Linked DNA regions of Zea mays: region 2 is linked to region 1. The links are chromatin contacts, called in public Hi-C maps. All regions are on one chromosome and are shown on one strand. The core of a region is the stretch at or near the end of the contact, and the rest is flanking DNA. Distances in the headings are between cores, read along the strand shown. Region 1 holds the start of LOC103650550 (serine/threonine-protein kinase EDR1). Region 2 holds the start of LOC100192888.

Region 1 (7,027 bases), core at 2,628-5,127:
AAGGGGGCTCATCCCCAGCGAGCTCGCTGGTGCGGGATGAGGGGAGGAAGGCGGGGAAGAGGCTGCTCGTGGCCGACGCGGCGGTGGCGACGGCGTGGGCGCGCCCGCGCCTGTGCCGACGACGATGGGCAGGGCGACGGCCTCACCCGCGCTAGGGCTCACATCGGCAGCGACATGCTCCATGAGAGGGAAGGGGGAGGAGGAGGGTGGCGGCCGGGGAGGGGCCTGGCGGTGGCCGATGGCTGGTGGGGAAGGGAGGGAGGGAGAAGAGGGAGAGAAAGTGAAACCTAGTTGTATACCATATGAGAAACCCTAACTCTAACTAGGGTTAAGAGTGTATTAATATAGACCAAGTAGTTGGGCCAAACCCATTATACAGAGGTATATAAGTAATTATAAGGGGACTGGCCCAAAATCCTGACGAGGTTCTAACAAAAACAAATAGCACAACAATGAAAGACGGCACTGCAAACTTATCTAGAAAAATCATGTTTACATAAGTGTGCCTCTAAGTTCTATGTTGCTTCGTTCTTATTCTTGCAGTCGCTGTAATAGTTTTGAAGATGCGGTCCCTTTTACTCGAACAGCTTCGCTTATTTGATACTAACTGTTTCTATGGGGTTGCATATATGGGCTTTTGATGGGCCATCAAGAAGTTTGGTCTCAAGCACGATCGCTCCTAAATCAGCTGGGGTGCATCGATTCTCCAACATCTTGTCTTCTGCCTTTTGTATTGCTCTTACTGATGTGCTATGGCATTATGTCCAGGTAGGTTTAATCCTTACGGTATACTTGGATTCCAGTGCAGTTATTGCTTACTAGGATTTGTTTCCCTATCATAATCCTATTTTACACTGATAAAATATATATTAGAAAGAAGAGATCCTATTCCATTTTGACAACTTCAATTACTTGTCATCTTTCAGACTTCCAACCTTTTGCCGCATTAGCTATGTAAACTTTGTCAAAATCTATACTACTCTATTAAAAACCTAATATGGTCACTTGATTCTATCACGACTTCAATACCAATTTATATGATATATACAAACTATACCAAACCACGGACAACTGGTTAGTTAAACCTATTTTTGTGTCCAATTTCAGGGGCAAAGAGGTCAGCAAGTTGTGCTGGAGGGGTAAACCCGGTCCTGTTTGGGAGAACGCATGGGGTGGCTTCTGCTTGTACCTGCATCTTATGCCATGCATGTGGTGCAGCTGAAGCAAATGCTACATGCATGGCAACTGAATGTGCGCCTGTTGTTTTTGCAGGTCGTCGAGCTATGCCTGAGTTCTTAAGGTACTTGATCCTTAATTATGCAAATACTGAACTGACACCATGTTTTTTCTCTCTATCTGTCCTTTTAATTTGTCTCTGCAGCATTTCTGACGACAGGCTGGGGAAGGCATAGCAAGATAGCTGGTTGAACCTCGGATCGGACCCCTGCGTCGCTTTCTCCCCATCGATGGCGACACGCCCATCTCTTTCTCCCCCCCTTGGGCTCGTGACGACGCCTTTGCTGCTTTGACCTTTGAGAGACGCCAGCTGTGTTGCTCGAGATCCAAAGAACACACCTTGTCATTCATGAACAGCCTGTGGTTCGCGGCCCTTTTGGTGTGGCACCAGCTCGTCGAGGGCTCGAGGCCGTGTATAAAAAGGGCCAGAAAAAAGAGTGGCGAGGAGCGGTGCGATGTGTTCTCCGCTGAATCAGATCTGCAGCTGTGGCTAACATCTGACGATGGCTCGTCCTGCATAATTGGACTCGGAGAGATGGGTACTTTACATGGGGATTTGTCAGCCATGCAAATGGGTCAGATTGGCGCTAATGAACAGTAAAAAAAGAATATCATTTTGCCAGTTTATCTGTGTATGTTTCTAAAGGCGTGCGTGCGATTGGAATTGCGATCTGCAAATGTCCTCTTTGCCTGTGTATGTTTCTAAAAGGAAAGCTGGCGTATGTATTTGATTGATCGAGCAAGGGGTGATCCGTGGGCTACTTATATGTTTACAAAAGAATACGATTCATTTACTCATTTTGTTATCAAAACTCTGTCTGTTACTTCTTTCACATGCAAGTGTTATTTGGTTCACGAATTAAATGGCAACGATAATGGTTCACATTTGAGTGACAGTGGTAAATAGATCGGTGTCAGTTTTCAGTGTGATATCTGATTACTGTACGCTATCCATCACGTTACATATTACGTGAACCAAACGGACAGCGCGCTAAGTGTTGAAGCATATCATCCACAAGAAAGAATTGCGTCCGGGAGCAGAACACTACCAAGAAAAAAAAAAGGTTTAGGACTAGTTTGGGAACCACATTTTTCCAAGGGTTTTTCGTTTTCCCAAGGGAAATTAGTTCATTTTCCCTTGGAAAATTGAAAATCCCATGGAAAAATGTGGATGCCAAACTAGCCCTTAATGATTGCATGTGATCCAATGTTTTTGGAGGGAATATACTGTTGCTGAGCGAGGAGTGCAGTATTGGGAAGCCACATGCCAAACTTGACAGCTGAAAGGGATTGGTCCACGGATTGGCTACTTTGGGAGTTCTTTTCCGTCTAAAAATCGTCAACAGAAAATATCAGTACTAGTCTATCTCTATATATGACTCGTGAGTAAAAACCCGCTCATGATTATCTATGGAATTCCAGGTTATTTCGGTGTGCAAGGCCACAACATTATTTCTCATGCTTAACACCGATAAAAAATAAAGTTGTACAACCAGTTGGTGTTTCTGAGAAAAATCCATCGATTGAAACTATAATCAGGACCTGCAAACTTTGGTCCAATTTAAGGCGTAAACACGAACATGGCAGAAAGCTTTGTTTGGAGAAAGGCACAGGGGTTACTAAGTACTAACTACTGTAGTGTTTTTTTTTTCTATCCTTCTCTTTTCTTTCTTTCTTTCTTTCTTTCTTCGTGTTCTTTTTCTCTCCATACTTTTGTGGTGTACTGCAGTCTAGTATCCGATTAAGCATTAAAATCAAGCCAGGGCGTGAAAAAGAGATTAGTCAGAGCTTTACCACATCTCCTTTGTCTTTTACATCTTGCTTGATTATTGGTAGGTAGAGTTAGATATGGGCATGGCTAGATGTTCTGTTGAGAAGTATATACACCACATGAAAAAGGTCACACTAGCAACAAACACAAGGGAAGAAAAAGTTGACCAAAATTTATGGCATGCAAGCATACACTTCCAGACAGTTGAGTGCTAATCAATTGGCACCCACAAAGGACCTACAACAAGAAAAGCAAACCATATAAATGCCCACCAAAAAGGAACTCCAAACTTGCAACACATAGTCATATAGATCTAGACGGTTAAAAGCCAAGAACTAACCATAAATCCATCCTAAAATTGTAGCAACAGTAGGTGATAATAAGAGCTCCTTTGGAACACATAATTTTCTTCACAGAAATTAGTTTAAAAACATAGAAAAACACACAAAATTCGGGAAATATTCTTTTATTCCAGAGTGGCATAAAACGTCTTTGATGTGTAGTAATACACCAACCAATACCAATTCACTAGTTGCTAATATTTTCCCTCGTTACGATACATAGCAAGGGAGGTGACTAGGAACAGAGATAGCGCCTGTTGGCACTGGCAATAAGGTAGGTAGATAGGAACAGGGACAACGCCTGTGTGGATCAACACAACACCCAAGAAAATATAGAAAAGAAATCGAAAAATGGGTACAAAATATGTTGGCAAGGCTCCAAATATCAAACAAAAACTAAGACTAGATGTAAAATGCCACTATAGCAACCTGGCAAACAGCCTCAGCAATTTTTTTATCACCAAGTTCACCAATCACTAGGGAACATTATAAAGAACACCTCATGCTATTTTCACCGGATCTCATATTTCATCTACTATTTAATTTTTTCGTTTTAAACTTAACTGAACAAACAGTATTACAATACGTGGAGACAGTCTCACTTCCCTCCATATTCTATATGACATAACTTTTTTCTCTCTCTATCATTTATTCTACCAATTATTATTACTTGTGTTTATTTTATTCATTCAATCTCCATCCGGATGCGTCATGCGTGTGTGTGACTTGTGAGAGAGACAGATTCCACAGCAATTTGCTCCCCTTCCACGCACAGGTCAAGAACCGCTCCCCAGAAAAGATCGTATTTTTCATCGATTCAACCGGTTTCTGTACGGGAAATCGCTGCTGGAGATCTCAGAGAACCGGAAGCTCGGAGCTTTTGCTCCGTTTGCGTCGAATCTGCCTTGGGAGCGGATAAAGGAGCGGCCTTTCGAGCTCGTCGGAGCCGCCCCTGAGGAGGCGAAAGGGGACGCGGCGGCGGCGCCATCAGCTGTAGGGCGCTCGTGGAAGTCGGTGAAGCCGGTGGTTTGAGGACGAGGTGGCCTCGGTGGTTTCGAGGAAGCCACCCACTGCCGCGGCGGGGATGGACTCCAGCGGGGAGGAACTCCTGAAGAAGATCCGGGAGCTGGAGGTTGGGCAGGCGCAGCTCAAGCAGGAGATGTCCAAGCTGATACCCGGCGCCGTGGAGCGGCGGCGCTCGCAATCCGTCTCGCCGCGGCGCGGCGCGCCGGTGCCACCGCCGACCAAGGCGAAGGCGGGGCCACCAGGTAGGCTGCTGTCCGGGGGATTTGAGGGCGGGCAGCGTGCGTGGGCCCGTGGGTCGGCGTCTTTCCCGCACTCATCGCCGCTGCATCGGGAGGGCCGGGCCACGGGCGCTGGAAATGGTAGCACCAGCGCTAGGCTGCCTGAGAGGCAGTACTCCAGGGTGCTGCAGTCACTGGGGCATTCCGTCCACATTCTTGACCTCGATGGGAGGATCATATACTGGTTAGATTTCTGGCGCTTCACCTTTTTTTACTTGCTTGACTGCAACTTGGGAGATTGACAAACATTCGAGGAAATGCAGTAGTCATGCTGGTTAGATATGTTGATTGTAGTGCCTGAAATGGAGTAAGTGGCCACATATACGAGTTGTGACCAAAATGAAATTTATTTGAACCTCTTGCGATAGCAATCCTAGAATCTTAAGCAATTCTTGTGTGCCATTTTTATCTATCAGTAAACATGCGATAGAGGTTGCAGTGGGATAGTGCAAATGACAATCGGTTACATTGTTGGCACTCTATATAACCCTAGCTCTGTAAGGATGTGCTGTTACATATTATCTTATCGATGCGAAGTAAAAGTAAGGAAATGCTAGATGGGATGCCTAGACTTTAGCTGGTTCTGGTGACGAGCTTGTACCCTAAAGTTCTACTTCTACATTATTGCACATATTGATATAACTAAAATAACATGATAAGGCACTTCCTCTGTAGTTGTTGGTTGCTTGGGGGCCAACATTGAGTCACAAAATGCATCAGGAGCTCCATGCAAGATCAAAATTCGTTTTGAGTTGCATTTCTTATGTAAGTATTGACATAATATGCACTTCACTCATAACAGTCTATTTGTCATTTTTAAATCTTGAATGCTACTTATTTGCCCTTTAATCGGATAAACATTTTGGTTTGAGAAGTTTGTATGCTTTTTAATTTTGCTACATTAGCACAATAGGTACTTCACAAATGCTCTTGGTTCTATTCTGTTCTTGTTTGTGCTTCCCTTTTCACCATATTTTGTCATTTACTTACTACGTAGGAATCAGTCTGCGGAGAATCTGTTTGGCTATCCTGCATCAGAAGCCCTTGGTCAGGACGCCCTCATGCTTCTGGTTGATTCTGGTGATCACAATGTGGTGAATGACATTTTCCGACGTATTTCTATGGGTGAAAGTTGGACTGGGAAGTTTCCAGTTAAGAGCAAACAAGGAGATAGATTTTCAGCTGTTGCCACCAACACACCTTTCTATGATGAAGATGGAAGTTTGGTGGGTATCATTTGTGTTTCAAGTGATTCCCGCCACTTGGAGCAGATATTTTGTAAGCCTCCAACCTCTGCAAGGCCTCAATCAGAATCATCTAGGACATCTTGTGATGGGAGTTGCAGCAACACTAGTCGCAGAATCAATTTGTTGAACAGAAGTCCTTTTGATCCTCAGATACCCCTGCAAAGCACTTTTGCATCCAGGATAACGAATTTGGTAAGATGGTTTTTCATTATATGAAGCAAAAGTTGTAGATGTACCGCTACTTCATTTCCTGAATACATAGCATCTAGCTTAGACAGATATTGTTCTTATATCATGCTGTCCTGCGAATTGATGTGACTTTTATTTCAATGGTCCATTTGTAGTTCAAATATCGTTTTACCAGGCGTGCTAGAATTGAACACCATCTCAAGCAACAACTATAACTTATTATGGACTTTAAATGTGTGTGCATGGTCACTTCTAGATGCACCTTGATTGTTCTTCTAAATTCTAGAATATCTTTGGCATGACTTGTGTAGTAATCAAATATGGACTCTTTTTAGTCTATATTCTTAATTGTTGCTAGCATATTCCTTTTTGATTTTTAGAATAATAACACAGGCTACCAAGGTCACAAATAAAGTTCGTTCTCGGGTCAGCACAGACGATTATGGCATAGAACGGGAAGGTGGCAGTGGTGAGAGTCATTGTTCGGATCGTGGTGCAAAGGAAGAACCAACATCTAGCGGAACAAATACACCTAGAGGGAATGCACCACATGGTCCCTTTTCTACAGATGAGAACTCCCCTGGGAAATCAACGAACCCAAGCAGTGATGAATTAGAAGGAAAAGTAGGTCTGCACAAGTTTTTGAGTTCAAAGGCAGAGGCACTACTGAACAAGAAAGGGATATCATGGCCTTGGAAAGTGCGCGAGAATGACGGACCTGATGAAAGAAATCATGTGATATTGTTGCATGGAGACCAAGAGAATGTTATGAATCATCAGAAGGTTTCAGATTCTAGCATAGCTCCAGATTCCCAAGGCGCTGAACACAACCTACCTAGCAAAAATGAGGCATCAGGTTCCTGGTCCTCTTACAACAATAACAGCACAAGCAGTGCAAGCAGCACAGGAAGCACTAATAGCAGTGCTCTCTACAAAGTA
Region 2 (7,027 bases), core at 1,828-4,327, 250 kb before region 1:
ATGATTTGCAGTTTTTGCTTGTTTGGCACATAATCAACTCACTTACTATGTGTTGGACACTTAATCACCAAAACATTATAGAAATGGCCATTTCCCTTTCAGTGGATTAGATAAAGGTATATATTAGCACTAGGTAGCTCAAAGGTAGCCTAAAAGTCATTTGGAACAAACCTCATCCATAAAGTTTTGAATTGGAAGTGATTTGAAGGTGGTTGAAGGTGCCAAACCTTAAGAAACAAGATCGTTAGACCATCGAGCATGGTCTGACACCTGCCAAAGAAGACCTAATCATCGGAACCCAAGAAATAGGGCTATTGTACTATAGTGTTTTAGTGTCAGGGTGTCCATAAACATATCAGAGAGGTCTATATGTATTGGACTAGACCAATGGGTCTCATCGAACTAGACGATGCAACTGTACCAACTAATGTTCTTCCTATATGGCGTCAAATATTGTGAACAGGATGAACGTGAGACTATTGAGTCTTGGTCCAACGCCTTCCAAAATGTGATCAGAGATGTTTTATGAGCATCAATCTGATCAGACGAGGAGGCATCATGACATATTCTCTTGTAGGATTGCCTGACACAGTGAGGTCACTATGACCATTGAGTCTTGTTGTACCGAGGGCTATGGTCTGACACTCAGGCATTAGATGGTTTGATGCCTCTGTATTTATCCTAGAGTTACTATATCTGCTTTTTGGATGGTTGGGGTGCATAAATGCAACACCAACTCGTCTATTCTAGCTCTCTTGTCCATGTGTTTAGCTGAAGAACCCATTTGGAGGGAAAGCAGGGTCCTTTGCCTACTAAGGTGATTGAAATTTGGTATCACCAGATTAGTGCATTGTTAATGCATTAAGAGAAGCAAGTGTTCATTTACCATTCTCACTAGCCTTGGTTAGATCAAGTGAGAGTTTGTGCTTGTTACTTCTGGTGATCGGCATCACCTAGACAGTTTGGTGGTGATCAGGAGTTCCGTGTTCGCTAGATGGAGATTGTGGGTGGCCCAAATTAAGGTGTAAATGGTTGTGGGTGATTCATCATGCTAGTGGCAAAACATCAAATCGTGGAGAGCATTTGGTCCTTGTGTGGATCAAGGGAAAGCGACACCCTTGTGTAGGTGCTCCAATGGAAACTACTTGGGTGTCGACTCTCTGATACCTTGGCAAAACATCATCATCTTTCTAGCCCTTTTACTTTGATAATTTACATTTGAGCATTTCAATTTTTGCCTTTATATTATTAGAATTCCTATGCTAAAATAGGGTTGGAACCTATGGTGCAAAACTTTTCATAATATAGAAACTCTATTAGGCGCAACGAGTGAAGTGGGCTATCTCATAGGATCTAATTGTTGAAAGAAATTAGATTGGCCCAATTCACCTATCTCTTAGACATCTTGATCCTTTCTATGAACATATATTGTGTCTAGAGAGAGGTGAATATGCCTATAAAATAACGGTCTAAAAATTATTAGCAATGGGAGCATCACTATCACTGCGAACCTCTTAGCGACACTGTTGCGTGCATTGACCTATACAAGGTCACTATTCAAAAATTGTCTAATGAAAATTAGATCAAGTAAATTTGTAAGCTTAATGGGGTAGAGTAGAGCCTAATACACTAGTTTAGTATAGTCATATAAGCATAAATTAATAGATTGGGACCAAACACTAATATAACTTCATAAGAAAGTAAAACATAATATAAAGCAAGAATGTAATAAACACAAGAATGTATCACATGGTTCAGCTAATGATTCATGCAATAAACACAAGAATGCAATAAACATAATTTTAAGAAGGGTTTTTTTTATAAATCATCATCAAAATATGAGAGGTTAAGAGCCTGTTTGGTTCGTGACTAACTGCACCACACTTTGACTAAGGTTAGTCGTTCGAATCGAAGAACTAACCTTAGACAGAAAGTTAGGTAAAATGTGGCAAGTTAGGCAGCGAACCAAACAGACCTTAAACATCCCGGTCATCAGATTTGATCTCTGATGATTAAGTCAATTATTTATCAGGACTAATGGTTCTATTGAGAAACAACCTAATTTGATGTTTAGTAAAAAATTAGTTATCGGGACTAAGGGCATACTCGTTTTGGATTATAATTTGTCCAGATTATATAATCTAGCTTAAATAATCTAAATAGAAATCAGGTTATATAATCTGGAAGTCAGATTATCACAATTCCATGATTTACTCAAGACATGTTTATTTGAGATTATTTTGGCAAAATACCCACTATCCATGGTAACTTGAAGACAAATTATCCACCATTACAACTTCTTATAAAAAAACATTTCATCTATTTTTACTTGCTCCCATCACGCAACATATAACTAAAATCAATGATAAAAAATTTCAATAAGTTGGTTTGTCCTAAATCGTTTGATCTAGATTATTTAATATCATATATAATCTAGATTATATAATTTATAAGCTGAACCAAACTGCTAATAACAGCCTTCACGGGTTACAAGTTGCATGCATTAATCGCTAAATCTGATTATCCTAGATTAAGCCAAGTAAAGAAGCAACTTTGTGCAATCACCTATCTCAAGATCACTAGCTAGCGATCTACTCAGCCGATTCTTCCCTCCAAACCACTATATATCGTATCGAATCACAAACACGGGATGTCTGGATGAATGAACAGCACGTATGTATGGAGTCACAAGAGCTGCCGGTGCTACGGGAAAAAAAACGTCCAGCATCGCATTCGCAAGATTCAGCAGCGGCATTGCCATTTGTGATTTGCCGCCACCTGAATGCTCAACCTTTTCAGAGTTCAAATTCAAACTTCAAAAGGGTAAACTTTTGCCGGAGCGGAGAGCGCGCGGAGATGGTCACGGCACGGCGGCGTTCCACGTCTCGCATAGGGCGCAGACAACGGGGATGGGTACTTCCCAGCCGCCGGCGACGAGGCCAGACGAGGCAAGGCAAGGGCCGACGTGTGGAGGGGCAGGGGCAATCTCGTCATTTACCCTAACAAGTACAAGTACAACACGGGGGCACGTGACTATCTCGTGTTCTTACCTTCTCTCCTCTCTTCTCACCAGCGGAGAGAAAGCAAACCCTAGTCCCCGTCGTCGCCGCCGGCAACCCTTCGGATCTGCGGCGAGCGCCACAGCGGTTAGAGCGAATCCACCCAGGGGGAGTTGAAGCCCCTTTGTCTGGGAATTTCGCGGGGAAGCAAGCGGTTGGTGGTGAAGGAGGCTATGGGGTCGTCGTCGAAGGTGGTGCGGCCGGAGGAGGTGCTGGAGTCGCTGAAGAACGACGGCAGCATCGACGCGCTCCGCATGAAGATCATCGCCCAGCTCAAGGCCAACGTGCGTGCACGCCTCCCTTCCTCCCCCGATTCCCCTCCTATTCCTCTGAGTTGAGAGTGCATTTTATCTAAGAAACTACTTCCAGCTCCTCCTTACTATTACTATTATGTTAGAAATTGTTTGTTGTAAGATAAGAGATATGTTAGGGCTTCTTCAGTTTCCTCTCAATCTATATGGATTCTAGGGGATTAGGTGGGATTAAATCCATAGCAAGTTAAAATCCTTCATATTTTTTTCAATCTCTTCCAATTCATAAGACAGGCGAGCAATGCCTTATTGTTTTTGCACGAGAATTTGGGTATTTAGTTGTCCTTTGGTGTCACGTGCTGTTTCCTCATTCGTTCTGTTCTACTTTTCCCTATATCTATGTGATGTATCGGGAATTGGTTTGCACAAGAATGTAGATATTTACTTGTCCTTTGGCGTCACTTGGCACATGTTGTTTCATCAGTGGTGTAATTCTGTTTTCCCCTCCTTTGAGCATTATGTTCTGGGAAATCTTATTTATTAGCATAAAGTTTCATGCGTGCATATAGCAGGGTATTCTTGTTGATGTTGAATAAAAATCATTTCTGCATTGTCTTATGCTCCATGTGCCCTTCTTTATGCTCTTGGCATCACTCTATGCAAGGCTCACCTGACCAATAGAGTATTGAGAAGTGGGGACTTGGCGATGAAATTTTTTTACTTTGATTTCAGGAAGATATGAAGAAAAACACTATGATGATGGTGGAGCAAAGCAAGGTACTGAATACTCCTGGAGCTGAGAAAAAGACGAAGAGGGAGTTGTTTGATGCACTTCGACAGGAACTGGAGTAAGCTCTTGTCTTTCTGTTTGAATCTATGCTCACTAACAGTACATTGCCTGGTTGGTATTTGGCCTTAACCACAAGTTGCTTATCTGGATCTTACAAAATGTTTATTGCAGATTTTACTAAAAAGTTTAAAAAAACGTGTAGCCTTAGCCTCCTACACAAATCTCAGGTCTAGGATTAGTTATCTTCCTACCATATCGTTGTCCATTGCTGGTTGTTCAAAAAGTACTAGAGTGATATAGTTCCCATGATTTTATTTGTTCTTCCATTGTTCTGGTGTATTATTTGTATTGTGGGAAATTCATCCCCCCGTGTTTTGCAGTTTTCAACTCCATTCCCAGTTTTTTGCCTGAACCAGTACGGAGATTCCATCAAAACTATGATGCAATGCTAACTGTTTGTATGCAATGCAGGACCCCAGTCCTTGAGAAAGCCTCCAAGGCAGTTTGGGAGCTGATTCTAGACAATGGTGGATTAGGGAAAGAGATAACTGAAACGGTTGAGAAAGTCTTCTGCCGGCTCAGTGGAATCGACATGATGCCACCTCCGCCTTCGGGCGCTGGTGCTCATCGAGAGAAAGATGACATGTCCTTCGATGAAAAATTTGTGAAGAGCAAGGAGGTGGATGCCTTTGAACCATCCTCATCAAGGAAGAGACCTTTCAGCGACGTCAACCGAAAAGGTGCAGGTGCTTTACCTAATGGCAGTGCTACAGACCAGCATGATGAGTCCGAGGATAGTGATCAGAAGATATGATGCTCTGCTCTCTGCTCTAATTTTTAGCTCAGGCTGAAGTAGCTTTGCTGCTTGAATGATAACAAGTCGAATTGTGATCCCTGCATATTCTATGGCTGTATGGTATATTGGCAAGTTAGACTTTTTCTGTTTATACAAGTTCTGTGAGCAACTGCTATAGGATATTTGAGTTTTCAAATCTGCTGCTGTCTATTTTCTTCTTAATATAGGATAAATTTGTTGACTATTACTCGACAGTTTTGTGGTATGTTTAACTTGTAATCATTCTAGAGTGTTGTAACCATCAAGAGTTATAAGTTAGATGCTTCTTAATCTTGCAGTATTCTATTCTTTTTCTCGAGGGAGTTCATTAGCAATTTTCTAATGGTTGCTTGGTCAAAGTTGGCTGGTAATCATTTATTCTTCTTGTTTAGTTTTTGTTCACCAAAGCACTCGTTTAGCGTAAACATGAATGGACTGAAGACATCCCACCGAAATTTCCAGAAAGATTTTACAATGTTCATCTAATCTACGATGACTTCAAACAAAAACACCAGTTATTAAAAAAACATCAATAGCAACGAAAGATCTTTGTACCCACTAAAAAGTCCCTCCGTTTTTTTGAAAAAAATAATCTTCAATGTCCTTGGTAGCCAAAAGAATACACATCTCTTATATCAGCTGCAATAAAGGAAACACAGTAGGGTACATCTACATTAGTGTCACACAAGGAGATTGCTACTCATAATAAGTCAGAGAAGAATGGTTCTACTAGTACAGCTGTGCCTGTGATAGCATTACATCATCGACATCATGAAGGGCTTGTTCGTTTTGGAGTGGATTGAGGGGGATTGGAGGGGATTAAATCCCCTCCTATACAAAATTTTGTATAGGAGGGGATTTAATCCCCTCCAATCCCCCTCAATCCACTCCAAAACGAACAAGCCCGAACTGGGCTAAAACTTTTAGATCCTGTTAGGCTTCAGTCGACGGTGTTCATCCCTCCCGTCACAAATCATGAAGCCACAAACTCATGATGAAATTTGTTTGGTGATCGGTGCCGGCTTCAGCATCAGGCATCGATGAAGTGGATGTCAAAGGTGCTCGGATGGATCTGCCACACATTCAGGGAAGCGTATTCCTCCAAGCACTCCTTCAATTGAGCCTCGCTGTATCCCTGTGATCCAGACATACATTTCCAGCACCAACCAAATTTCCAGCAATCAGACCATCGTTGTACCAGTATGTGTTTGTAAAAGTAGAAGCTGTACCTTTCTGGAGATCAAGTTAAGAGCATGAGCATATCTCACGTCCATGCTGCTCGTCCTCGCGGCCTCGTCTCTCAGGATGGAATATATGTCAGATATCGCATCGAGGCCAGACCGCTGGCGGTCGTCCGAGTACAACGAGTACTTGGACATCTGCATCAGCCGCAGTGCTTCGTCGACGTCGCTCTGGGCCACGGTTTCTGAGAACCTAAGCCTTGCCAAGGCCTGAGACAGGCGAGCAGCAGCAGCATTGTTTAAAGAGAGGTATTTTCGTATGGTATTGTGAAGGGAAAATAGCCATAGCCAAGTTTTACTTACGATAGAGATACGGAGTATGCTCAGAAGCGTCCTGATGGTTGTGTAGGAGGTTGGCGCGTTCGACTTCGCCTCCTCTTGGCGGATGCTGGAATATGCAGTCGCAATGTATTCCTCGAGCTCTCTAGGAACGGAAGGAATCACTCTTCTAGCTGCAGATATGTATGCCCTGTGAACAGGTAAAGATTGTTAGACCAAGTATTACATAATTGAGAGATACTACACGGCGATTTTACTCGGATTTCAGGTTTTATAGTTCCTGGAGCTTCCAACTAAAATATGAGCAATTCAACTATGAAATTGAAATTAAGTGAAACAAGAGCATTGTCACTATGAGTTGAGGAACAGTGTCCTTGCCTGAGCACAGATGGCTCGAGTGGTGTGAACCCCAGCGCCGGCGATTCAAGGTTTTGATGAACATGAACAATGTGCCTCGCCATTTCGAGATCGGTTTCCATGTCCGCGCGATCCAGGATCAACCAAAGCAGGTCGAAACGGGACAGGAGTGCCGGAGGTAGATTTATATTTTCTGCTGGAGTCCTCCTCATGTC

What was found. Hi-C and Micro-C count contacts between places; a contact is called where the count stands out from the background.
Region 2: a Hi-C map of bundle sheath shows a contact between it and region 1, with 4 times the contacts expected there. The contact joins the promoter of LOC100192888 here to the promoter of LOC103650550 in region 1. A contact is called at or near these places in 4 of 25 Hi-C or Micro-C datasets (bundle sheath, ear, leaf and 1 more).

What each region holds. Positions count from the first base shown.
Region 1 is chr3:130,303,904-130,310,930 of Zm-B73-REFERENCE-NAM-5.0, reverse strand. LOC103650550 (serine/threonine-protein kinase EDR1) reads left to right here and starts at 3,877. Exons shown (of 13, transcript XM_008676128.2): 1 at 3,877-4,836; 2 at 5,650-6,091; 3 at 6,482-7,027. The coding sequence starts at 4,433.
Region 2 is chr3:130,555,986-130,563,012 of Zm-B73-REFERENCE-NAM-5.0, reverse strand. It overlaps LOC100192888, which reads left to right and starts at 3,077. Exons shown (of 3, transcript NM_001138076.1): 1 at 3,077-3,343; 2 at 4,043-4,158; 3 at 4,572-5,142. The coding sequence starts at 3,233. The coding sequence ends at 4,914. It overlaps LOC100273978, which reads right to left. Exons shown (of 15, transcript NM_001365694.1): 12 at 6,834-7,027; 13 at 6,480-6,645; 14 at 6,165-6,386; 15 at 5,864-6,070. The coding sequence ends at 5,966.